Linked DNA regions of Ovis aries: region 1 is linked to region 2. A link is a contact called in public Hi-C data. All regions are on one chromosome and are shown on one strand. The core of a region is the stretch at or near the end of the contact, and the rest is flanking DNA. Distances in the headings are between cores, read along the strand shown. Region 1 holds the start of HMGB2 (high mobility group box 2). Region 2 overlaps SCRG1 (stimulator of chondrogenesis 1).

Evidence for each region. Hi-C and Micro-C count contacts between places; a contact is called where the count stands out from the background.
Region 1: a Hi-C map of mixed tissues shows a contact between it and region 2, with 3 times the contacts expected there. The contact joins the promoter of HMGB2 here to the enhancer-like site in region 2. A contact is called at or near these places in 10 of 16 Hi-C or Micro-C datasets (blood, hypothalamus, liver and 6 more).

What each region holds. Positions count from the first base shown.
Region 1 is chr2:107,397,567-107,403,490 of ARS-UI_Ramb_v3.0, reverse strand. It overlaps HMGB2 (high mobility group box 2), which reads right to left and starts at 2,617. Exons shown (of 5, transcript XM_015093279.4): 1 at 2,502-2,617; 2 at 1,965-2,148; 3 at 1,566-1,711; 4 at 1,302-1,476; 5 at 190-738. The coding sequence starts at 2,114. The coding sequence ends at 580.
Region 2 is chr2:107,323,837-107,330,371 of ARS-UI_Ramb_v3.0, reverse strand. All of the region lies in intron 1 of SCRG1 (stimulator of chondrogenesis 1), which reads right to left. Among named protein-coding and RNA genes, the nearest start is that of SAP30, 49 kb to the left of the region's middle. Within about 2 kb of position 4,296, at least 13 of the 54 cell types and tissues checked have an H3K27ac peak or open chromatin away from gene starts, as enhancers often do. A contact at or near this core is called in hypothalamus, where this site is marked.

The DNA.
Region 1 (5,924 bases), core at 1,368-3,867, 75 kb before region 2:
AAATTCCAGAATTGATTTTTAAAGAACACTCTGTGTAAATATGAATATTGGCATGTTTGACTTTTAACAAAACATTTTACTAAATCAACCATGTCTAAGAACTATTAGGCAGAAAGACAAAAAAAGTGATATGGCTCCAGACCATGAAAGTAAAAGCTAATTTAGCATATAAGACAAGAACAATAGGAATAATATATATAATTTTATTACAAAATTTTTTTAAAAAAACAAAACGCAACATTCTCATTCTAGAAAACCCAAAAGTTGCTATTGATGCTAATTTCTATGAGTTTGCTGTGCTACCATACACAAGTCAAGAAATTAAAGAAACCATTAAATATTTAGAAACATTTAACATCAGAAGCTTGAAACTCTAACTGTATGTAGTAGCCCCTCAAAAGCCACAACTTGCATTTATAAAAAAGTATTTTCTCTACAAAGAATCTTATCAGCTATACAAAAATCTGTACAGTTTTTATACTGAAGCTAATATTGAGCTGCACTTGAATTCACATTCTTAGCAAAACAATTGCCTGAGCACACACACACACTCCACACACATCATTACAAGATAGCCATTTATTCCTCGTCTTCCTCCTCCTCCTCCTCATCTTCATCTTCTTCCTCCTCCTCTTCCTCCTCATCTTCTGGTTCATTTTTCTTCTTGGAGCCTGTCGGCCTGCCAGGGCCCTTTTTTCCCGCTTCACTCTTGCCCTTGGCACGGTATGCAGCAATATCCTGAAATAGTTAAAAAAAATAAAATCAGCATCCGGTGTCATTACCCAACCTTGAAAACCACCAAGTTGTAAACAATCTGCGATTATTGGCCAATAACCCCAATGATAGTCTAAAACTCGGGTTTTGAGAGCATTTGATCCCCATAGATCTTAGAAAGCTAACTACTGGGGTGTATTAGACTGATGTCAGTACTTCACTACCATTATCTGTTAATCTCACACAGCCCCCACCCCCTAACTTCACATCTTAGATACATCTACATAAAACATTTGGCCCTCCAGTCTTTTCAACTAAGAGACCTATTTTACTACAAATGAGTCTGAATGCACCAACCTACCAATGCTACAGACATTGGTTTCGGTCAAAAGAAAAGTTTCAATTAGCTTGCGTTGCCTAAGTGTACAATTCTCACTAGACCTTTTCAAAACAAAACTGAAAACCATTAACACAGAACTATGTATATAGCTCCCAAATTTCTACAGTTTCTATTTCTAACATACTGATTTAGAAAATATCTACTGGATTTCACACTGGCTTAAAAAAAAAAAGTGAGGACAACACACCTTTTCGTATTTCTCCTTTAGCTTAGCTGCTTTCTGTTCATACGGCTGTTTATCTTTGGCTGACTGCTCAGACCACATTTCACCCAGTTTTTTTGCAGTATCCCCAATGGATAAGCCAGGGTGTTCACTTTTGATCTTTGGGCGATGTTCGGAGCAAAACAGGAAGAAGGCAGATCTGAAAGGAAGGAACAGAGTTGTAATAACTTGAATGAAAAAAAATGGAGGGGGGGGGAGGCAATTCGGTTGGTTTTAAAAGACACTTACGGAGGCCTTTTCGGAGCGTTGGGATCTTTTTTCTTTCCCTTCTTGTCACCTTTAGGAGGGACATAATTTTTCATCTCCCTGTCGTAGCGAGCTTTGTCACTTTTTGCCATGTCTTCGAACTTGGACTTTTCCTTGGCCGACATGGTCTGTAAGCATAGAAAGAATAGTAAATATATAGCAGGACTCGAAACCCGTATCCGTCTCCAAAAAAGTGTGATCCTCTTTAGCTCCCGGTTTTCCTCAGTAAGGACCGTTTTGCCTCAGTCACCTTAAAATAAACAAGCACCCTAAGTCCTGTACTTCAAACTCGTAATAGAACAGGCGTGCGCGTCAGTCGCGAGGGGAAGTTCAAAGTCACGGCCACCCGCCCGCGTGAGGCCCCCAGGCGCCCCGGCTCACCTTCCATCTCTCGGAACATTTCTTGGAAAACTCTGCGAAATTGACTGAGGAGTCGGGGTGCTTCTTCTTGTGCTCCTCGCGGCAGGTCTGCACGAAGAAGGCGTACGAAGACATCTTGCCCCGCGGCTTGTTGGGGTCGCCCTTCCCCATGATGCTGCTGCTGCGGCGGAGGCTGCCTGTCCACCTGGCGGGAGAGCGGTCGAGCGCTGGCGGGCGGGGCTGCTTCCCGCCCAAACGCCCGCGCCCTCCCCCCTGCCACACTCGCGGGCCTGCCGCCCGCCCCAGCCTAGCCCTTCCTGACAGGAAAGCCCCGGGCTTCCACGCCGCGAGCCGCGTCCCCAGCTGCCGCCTCGCGCCCCGCGTTCAAAGACTCCGGAGACGGGCCCAGCCGAGCTCCGCGCCTCCGCAGCCCGGCCCGTCAGGCCCGCACCCGGAAACCAGCAGCGGGGCTCGCCCCCAGCAGCAGCGGCGCCCCAGCAAGCCGTGACGGAAGGAGGCCAGCCGACCGCGCACCCGGGGCCCGGAGCGGGCTCTTGCCTGGTGAGAGATTTTCCTCAGAGTTCCGCGCAGCGGCCGCTTCTGACCGCTACGCTGCCGCCCTGGCTCCGGCGTGAACTGGTTCGTCGCTAACGCAATCCTCCGCCTCTTGTTTTGCAGACTTCTCCGCGCCACTGCAACTTGACGAGCCGGGTCACAGACCACACCCCCGCCGCTCCGATTGGCCCTGGGGATTATTCAAACTCGAGGAGGCCCCGCCCCCTCACCAAGACGGCTTTCTATTGGTCATTATGGCGCCAGGTCCGTCCCCCCGGCCGCAGCCTAGCAGGTTCGGTGGGTCGCCCGGGTCGTTAACTCCCAGACCCGTTAGAACCGGTCAGGAGAGGAATGTGCTACTCGATCCTGATTGGCGGCCAGCAGAGGGTTTGAAAAATGGCGGGCCTGGCGCTGACTGGCTGAGGCAGGCGGCGGGGGGCGTGGCTGGCCCGCGGGGTAAACCCAGCCGGATTTAAAAATTCCCAGTAGCTAGCCGCAGGGCAGGTCTTCCGGGTTCGCGGCACTTGGTTTGCTGGCGCTGAGGCGGCAGAAGTAACGTCCCTGCTGGCCCCGACGGCTGCCCTGGTCCTGTTTGTCCCCCGCCCCAGCGCGGCCCGCAGCCCTGGCTCCCGGCTCGGTGGTCGCCGCCCCATCCAGAGAATAACAAATGGGCAGGTTGAGGAGCGTGCGCTGCGGCCAACGGCCAGCCCCGCCAGGTGTCGCAGAGGCTTGGGTAGGACCAGAGGAAGACGGGTGACGCGGACCGAGGAGGGGTGGGGGGAAACGTTCGGGGCTATAGCCCCGCCTGTGAAGTCCCTGCGGGACCCCTCTTCCCTCTCCCTTTGTCTGGGCGTCTTATTCCGGGGTAAACAGGGCCGCCGGTAGGCGGTGTCTTCCCGGCCCCGCCCCTGCACCCGGGCCTAGTTCCCAGACCGCGAACCCGGGGCTAGGTCCACACCTCGCCTCCGTCCTTCACTCATAACCCCTCACCCGATCGCTCCGCGGAGGGTTCTAAGCCTTGCGACCCTGGCCTTAAGGCCCGCTCGCTGTCACCGCGATGGTCCCTGTCCGGTCCCTGCAATGCGGTCGTTTTTAAAACCTTCCTGTCGAAAATCTCGTGAACGCTCTGCACCCCCCACCGCATTTAAGCGTGCCCTGTCGTTTCAAGGGTTCTCCAAGCGCAAGTTAAGAACCTTCGTTTTAGTTTCTGGTACAAGCGCGTGCGAGCGCATCGGAGCGACCTTAACTTACTGCTTCCAGGGGTCACCAGTCGCCCTTCCCGGGGTAGGAGGACGTTGACTGACATCTTAAGCTATTTCTGTGTTGTATTTAACTTGGAGGGTTATTTTTCCTGTTGGCGCATATGTTACAGTGACAGTTGGTTTCAACAGATTTTAAATACTCAGTAACTTCGCTGGCATTTGTTAGACTGCGTACTCCTATTTGGTTTGTATACTGTTATTCGGCTCGGTTGAACCTCAGTTCCGGCAGCTATTTATCTAGATTTATTAATAAAAACTAGGTTTTTGAAAACGGAAATGGATGTTAGTTGCACAATGTTATGCATGTACTTAGTATTACTGAGTTTAAAAATAAATTTGAAAACTAAGGCATTAATGATCTTTTTGTTGCTATTTGAATAATTATGATTTTTTTATTTGAATTTTTGTGTGTTTTTATAGCACAATTGTAACTGATTTTATTTGACAATAGGGTCACTGCAAACGTAATTAGTTACGATGAGGTCATACTGGAACTGGGTGGACCCCTAATCTAATATGACTAGTATCCTTGTAAGAAGAAAGGTTAAGTTTGGCCATAGAGTTAGGCATGGCGGTAAGATGATGTGAAAAAAACACGGAGAGGATGGCCATCTACAAGCTAAGGAAAGGGTCTGCAATAGATCTCCCTTAAAACCATCAGAAGGAGCCAACCCTGCTGACACCAGTTTCCATTCTTTATTCCATCACAGCAAAGAACAGGAAAACATTTCTATATTTAGTCTACTTTTACGCTCCATGTAAGTCTTCACTCTGCTGTACTTCCTGATCTAAAAGTAACATTGAGATGCACAATGAAGTCATAAATAAGGTTTGAGTGAGATCTAGACAGTGGTTGGTTATAGCAGTTTTTTTTAATAGAAACTATATAGAGAATCTGGTATGAACAGAGGCCCTGGCAGGCCACATAGAGTCACAAAGAGTGGGATCAGACTAAGCAACTGAGCAAGTGCATCAGATGATGAGTTGGATCACACACACAAAAATCTTAATCCCAAATGTTTAGAAAGAATGGATTAAATATACAAAAGGCCTAGTTCACTATTATGCATTACTTAGCATATATTCACTATGCCATTAGTCGAACTATTGTAATTTTATCAGAAAACTGAAATGTCCTCTGAAGAGATAGTACTAAAGATGTTTCTCATTTTGCTTCTAATCCTGCAATGGCTGTAAATGGGAAAATAAGATTGTATTTCTAAAGAAAAGGTGGTCAACTTTAAAGCCATTTCTTTTCAGAAACATCAATTTTGTATATTCCAAAACTAATTTTCCAGATTTGATTTTTTTTAGAATACTGGCATCTTTCTAAAAGATCATAAAGAGGAAAGTGTTTATGTTTTTTAATTTTTTTTAATGAATAAATTACAGTCCAACAAGGGCTGTGATTTTGAATGGTACATTTAACATTTCTAGACTTTCAGTTGACAGTAAAGTGACATTTGGGGGACAATCTCTATAATTCTGTGAGTATGTAACCATGCTATGCTAAGTTGCTTCAGTTGTGTCGGACTTTTGCGACCCTGTGGACGGTAGCCTGCCAGGCTCCTCTGTCCATGGGATTTTCCAAGCAAGAATACTGGAGTGGGTTGTCATTTCCTTCACTATGTGTGTGTGTTGTTTAGTCGCTAAGTTGTGTCCAGCTCTTTTAAGACTCCATGGAGTGTAGCCTGCCAGGCTCTTCTATCCTTGGGATTTCCCAGGCAAGAATACTGGAGTGGGTTGCAACTTCCTCATCAATGTGATCATAATATGAGGAATATTTTAATATTAACAATTGTTAGGTGGTTAAGAGATTATAATTAATATTAAAAGATAAATATCTTGGTTCCAGGAAATCCTTTGGTTATAAGTACCAACAAGTGTGAGCCCAGTTATTTCAGAACAGTATTTGATGAATTTTACAGCTACTCAAATGTACTAAAATATATAGAACAAACTTCGGATTATACATTACTGTTCAGTCATCTTAGTCTTCTGGTAAAATGATCTTACCAGGGCTTTTTCCACTAGATGATTCCAGTATATCACTTTATTTGCCAAACTTTGCCTGAATTCAGCATCTCACAAACTGTAAACAGTGAAAATCTTTAGCAGTAAATTAATTATGAGCTAAGATCAAAGCTGTTTGGAAAGTTTGTCC
Region 2 (6,535 bases), core at 3,047-5,546:
TGGAGGCTTAAACAAATAATAAAAAAACAGAGATGCCCAAATTTTGAATCCAAAATCAATGGAGGTCCTACAGATTAGTATGCCAGTTCATTGTGACTCACCAAGAGCTCAAGTGTTTGCCAAATTTGTTTAACAGCTGAAAAAATATTTTTAACTAGGAATCTTGAGTGATGAGATTCTAAGGAACAGCTGTTGGAAAATGCTTTTTGAATGGCAGAATTTTAGATACTAAATTGTGGCAAAGGAGCAGTCAACGTATGGCAGGAGTTCTTTCCTGGAGCCTGTCCTTATGATGCTTACCCGTCTCAGGGTAGATCAGCCCCACCGTTCTGTGGAATTAATCACCGTGTTCTCATATTCCAGCCCGAGGAGGACAGAGCAGAGGGTGCTGACTTGAGGTCAGAGGCTTCTCCTGGGCTCAGTCTATCCATCCTCGGCCTTTGAATAAGGACCACCTACAATTCCTCATTGGCTCCGGGTGTAGGGTTTTTTGTCCTTTCTGATGTTGTGCATCCTTAGTGCCCAGACTCTGCCTGGCCTGATTTAGATGCTCACTAGCTATGTGTTAAACAGAACTCCTGGCCCTCTGTGTCCTGGCAAAGTCACTAGAAACCTAACCCGGCATTTCCTTTGCAGAGTCTGTACTTGCACAGCAGGTCAGACCCTTTGGAAGGTTCAGGAGAGCAGCAGTGGCTGGGAACTCCTGATTGGATGTGGTGGGCCCAGTCCTCAGCCACAGATGGAAAATGACATTTCGCTTGTCAATCAAACGAAACCCGTATCTGCCCAAGTCTGGTCATTCCAGGATGGTGGGAAGCAGGGGTTCAGTGAAGCCTTTACAGGCTCCACCGGCTGAGTCGCTATCCCCCAGCTTACTGCTGCCCAGTCTAACAATGATGTGCAGAGTATTTAACCACTTACGTGGCAAAATACATTTTATAAACAAATGTATTTCAGTAAATCATTATATAAGTAAGAAATTAAATTTTCCCTGTGTATTCTCTAAACTAAACTCATCCTGAAGCTACTTATGCTGTGATATAAGAAAATGGCCACCAAATCATTCTAATTATTTCTAAGTCTCTTATTGATGTTTAGAAATTTCTGGATGGGGACTTCCCTGGTGGTCCAGTGGTCAAAACTTCATTTTTCAAAGCAGAGGGTGCAGGTTTGACCCGCTGGTCAGGAAGCTAAGATCCCACATGTCTCTTGGCCCAGAAAACCAAACCATAAAACAGAAACAATATTGTAAAAAATTCAGTGAAGACTTTTAAGATGGTCCACATCAAAAAAATCTTTTAAAAAAATTACAGCTCATGGAGCCTGTACCTGGAGCCCCTTTGCTTCCGTCCCCACCTGCAGTGGTGTCCCCCACTGACCTCCTGCCCACCCGGGCCCCTCCTGAGGGCCCACAGGGTCTGTGTCCATGCAGCTACCAACCTTGAGCTGCTTGGCTCATGGACCAGTATCCCAAGTCCATTACCACCTGCAGGGTGGCCTTAGATGGTCATCCAGTGATATGTGGTCTAACCTCAGCTGTTTATCAGCCCTCAGGGCCGTGGTTCTGTGTGTTAACCTGCAGGAACACTGTGCCAGTGCATAGGGCTGGATATCAGCCATGGTCTTGTCCCTTCTGAGTAGCTCAAGGCCCCGTCTTCTTCTCACGCCTTGCCTTTGGTAACCACACATCTGATCTCTTTTTCAATGCAGTTTTTCTTTTCAAGATTCCCCGTGTAATTGAGGGCATACAGTATTTGTCTTTCTGTGTCTGACTTATTTCACTTAGCACAATGCCCTCAAGTTCTATTCACATCTTGCAAATGGCAGAATTTCCTTCTTTCTTATGGCTGAATATTCCGTTGTGTGTGTGTATATATATAGACTGCAGCTTCTTCACCCATTTATTTATCAGTGTTCACTTCAGTTGTTTCCATGTTTTGGCTGTTGTGAGCAGTGCTGCTATGAACATGGGTATCTCTTCAATGTAGTGTTTTCATTTCCTTCCGTTATATTTCCAGAAGTAAAATTGCTGGATCATATGGTAGGTCCATTTTAAATAAACCAAAAGTAGAATTGGCCCATTTTTAAATTGGATTGTTTGTTTGTTTGTTGGCTATTTAGTTGTATGAATTCTTTATTGTTGTTCAGTCACTAAGTCATGTCTGACTCTTTGTGACCCCATGGACTGCAGCACCCCAGGCTTCCCTGTCCTTTGCTGTGTCCTGGAGTTTGCGAAAACTCATGTCCATTGAGTCGGTGATGCCATCCAGCCATCTCATCCTCTGTTCCCTCCTTCTCCTCCTGCCCTCAATCTTTCCCAGCATTGGGGTCTTTTCCAGTGAGTCATCTCTTTGAATCAGGTGGCCAAAGCATTAGAGCTTCAGCTTCAGCATCAGTCCTTCCCATGAATATTCAGGGATGATTTCCTATAGGATTTTAGAATAAATTCTTTATATATTTTAGCTATCAACCCCCTACTAGACATAAGATTTGTAAATATTTTTCCCATTATATAGGATGTCATTTCATTTTCTTGAATATTTATTTTGCTATGCAGCCTGAATATTTTGACACTCTGCCCTGGGTAATACTTTTTCCCCAATAGCTTGGGCACTTAAGAAGAGATCTTTAATTCCAAATGGTTTAAGGAAAATTTTCTTAACACACCTGAGCACCAGAATCAGCCATTTGATGAGCTCCTTTGCTGTCCACCTGAAGCTATCACAACATTGTTAATTGACTATACTCCAATATAAAGTAAAAAGTTAAATACAAAAAAAAAAAAAAAAGGAAAGGAGCAGTCATTTGAGTGAGACTGAGAAATGAATACTGAAACTGCATGTGTGGACTGGGTCTGCGTCTGGTGTTGAGGAGAACCTTTAGCTTAGGGGGCCTCTGTTTGGGGTCCAGTGCAAGCACCCAGTTTTCCTCTCCATTTATAGGGACAGTGCTAAATCTAGCGACATACCTCAGTGAGACTGAGACTTAGGAAATTCATGGTTGGTTGTTATCAGGGCCTCCTGCCACTCTGCAAACCACCCCTACGGAGAGTGATGCACAATTTCCTTTAGGTTAATTCCATAAGTTGCATTTCAGAAAGAAAGAGTGACCTGACATTACAGGGAAACCACTTTTAGTTGCTCCATTTCCTGGAGCCTACAGCTTTTTTTTTTCTTTTGGTACAGCTGGCAAAACGCCTGGGACAAGATGTATTCAAATCAAGTCAAAGCAGAGCTGTGATCAGAGAAACAGATGGCCCACCTAAGGTGAAAAAATTACTTTCTTGCGGGGAAAGGCCGGGTGGTTTATTCACGTCTCCCTCTAGGAAGGCAGGAATGTGCACAGGCAGAATAAATACAACACATCACAGGGCATGCCACAGATGAGCAGAGTCACTGGTTCTGAGCCAGGCAGCGAGAGGCATCGTCCTGCTCCAGGAAGGCTGCGGGAACTTGTCACACACATAGGAAAGTGTTCCCAGACCTGGAAAGTCACTCCATCAGTGGAAGCAATAAGAATCAGGACATAAGGGACGAGACCCTGCAGTCCACTCTTGCTGAGAGCCTGTCATGACACGCTGAGAAGACGGGGAACGGTTAGGATGAGCCAGGCACAGGCTCAGGAAAATGACTGAATATGAACAGAGCAGAACTGTGTTGTGTTTCATCTGAAGAAACCCTGTCTGGGGTTAATGTGGTTGGAGGTGTGGTAGACAGATAATCTGGGTCTGTTTAGAAAAGGGGAGACCTGCAATGGGAATCCACCACTGCTTATCTAATACTCTCTGCAGAGGTGGTTGTTCAGTGTTTAGTTGCTAAGTCATGTCCGACTCTTTGGGACCTCATGGACTGTAGCCTGCCAGGCTCCTCTGTCCATGGAATTCTCCAGGCAAGAAGACTGGACTGGGTTTTCGTTTCCTTCTCCAGGAGATCTTCCCCACCCAGGGACTGAATGGATATCTCCTGCATTGGCAGACGGACTCTTTAGTACTGAACCACCAGGGAGGCCCTAAATGCAAAATAGAAATACCAGCATTGCATATTAATGTCTTCTTTCCCTGACTGGGAGAGTTGGCCAGAGGACTAATAGTGATGACTGTTGTAAAAATGACCTTGAAATAGTTGCTACATAGATAAAATAAGAGATACCTTCACTTGCAACTGAGATTTATGGAGGTTCTGTGAGATGGCAAAATGGGGTTTGCAATGCAGGATGTTTATTGCTCCCAGAGGCTGTGGCTAAGCTCTTATGAAGCAAGGTTTCAGTTGAGTAGTGATTGAGTAATTAGAACAGAGATGCATTGTGTAACTCCTCCTTCCTCTTTGTTTATTGTGAACCAGTGAATATCCCTAGTATCAAGCTATAGGCCAGCTTAATATATTTGATTTTTTAATATTTCATATCATAAGAGCTCAACGGTTCTTGCAAAAAGTACCCACAGAAAGCCATAGCCTTATATGTATCTCTGCTGATGCTGAGCTTGTCTGATAGATTCATACATGGGCATCCTAACAGCCTTGTGTTTAAAGGGAACAAGAACTTACATTTAACCACCTTATCTTTACTTCTCATGGCTAAACTGTGAGACTGATATTATATTCCATATGTTAAGGGTGGAATTGAGATGCAGAGAGATTAAGTAACTTTCTCCAGGCAGTAGAGTACCTTCAAAGCTGAAAAAACATGCTCTCTTCTGCTCAGTTTTATACAGGAGAAGAGAGTGAAGTTGCTCAGTCGTGTCTGACTCTTTGTGACCCCGTGGACTGTAGCCCACCAGGCTCCTCCGTCCATGGGATTCTCCAGGCAAGAATACTGGAGTGGGTTGCCATTTCCTTCTCCAGGGGTTCTTCCTGACCCAGGGACTGAACCCAGGTCTCCTGCATTGCAGGCAGACGCTTTAACCTGAGGTGTTAATATAGTTGTTGTTCAGTTGCTCAGTCACGTCTGACTCTTTGTGATCCCATGGACTGTCCTTCACTGTCTCCCCGAGCTTGCTCAAACTCATGTCCATTGAGTAGATGCTACCATCCAATCATCTCATCCTCTGTCGCCCCCTTCTCCTCCTGCCTTCAATCTTTCCAGCATCAGGGTCTTTTCCAGTGAATTGCCCTCCACATCAGGTGCCCAAAGTATTGGAGCCTCAGCATCACTTCTTCCAATGAATATTCAGGATTGATTTCCTTTAGGATTGACTGGTTTGATCTCCTTGCAGTCCAAGGGACTCTCAAGAGTCTTCTGCCACAGCACAGTTTGAAAGCATCAATTCTTCAGCCTTCTTTATGGTCCAACTCTCACATCTGTACATGACTATTGGAAAAATCATAGCTTTGACTATATAGTAGAGCAGGATTTTCAGATTTCAAACCAGGCCCATCTGACCCCAAAGTCACTGCTCCTTCTGCTGTGCTCTGTGGACATGTTGGCATATAGAAGGCTTAAGAAACTGCTAAGGGTTATTTTTGTTTGTTTTTAAATAGTTATGCTATTCTTTTTTACAGTTGTATGTATGTGTGTAAAGTACATATAATATACAATTTACCACCTTACCGATTCTTTTTATTTATTTTTCTTTTTATAATTTTATTTATTCATTTATTTATTTTTATTTTTACTGTGCAGGCTTTTCTCTAGTTGCAGTGAGCAAGGGTTACCCTCTGATTGCTGTTCGTGGGCTTCTTGTTGCTGTGACTTCTCTTGTTGCAGAACACAGGTTTGAGGCACGTGGGCTTCAGTGGTTACAGCGCATGGGCTTGGTAGTTGTGGCCCATGGGCTTAGTTACTCCACTGCATGTGGAATCTTCCTGGACCGGGGATTGAACCCGTGTCCCCTGCATTGGCAGACAGATTCTCATCCACTGTGCCACCAGGGAAGTCCCATCTCACCCAGTTTTAAGTTCAGTGATAGTGAAATGCATTCATAACACTGCATCCATCACCACCATCCTTCTCGGTAACGTTTTGCATCTTATAAAACTAAAGCTGTGTTCCTGCTAAGCAATAATTCCCCCTTCCCGTCTCTTCCAGCCCCTGGGAACCACCAGACTACTTTTGTCTCCAAGAATTTGGCTACTCTTAGTACCTCATACATCTACTCATGTTCTCTTTTGGTGGCTGTTTGCATGAAATAACTTTTTCCATCCTCTTACTTTCATTCTGTTTATGTCTTTGGGTCTAAAATGGGTCTCTTCTAGATGTAGTCATATTCTGTGTTTTTATCAATTCTGCCAATCTCTGTCTTTTGATTGAAGAGTTTATTTCAGTTCAGTTCAGTCGCTCAGTCATGTCCGACTCTGCGACCCCATGGACTGTAGCATGCCAGGCCTCCCTGTCCATCACCAACTCCCGGAGTTTACTCAAACTCATGTCCATTGAGTCAGTGATGTCATCCAACCTTCTCATCCTCTGTTGTCCCCTTCTCCTCCTGCCTTCAATCTTTCCCAGCATTAGAGACTTTTCCAATGAGTCAGTTCTTCCCATCAGGTGGCCAAACTATTGGAGTTTCAGCTTCAGCATCAGTCCTTCCAATGAATATTCA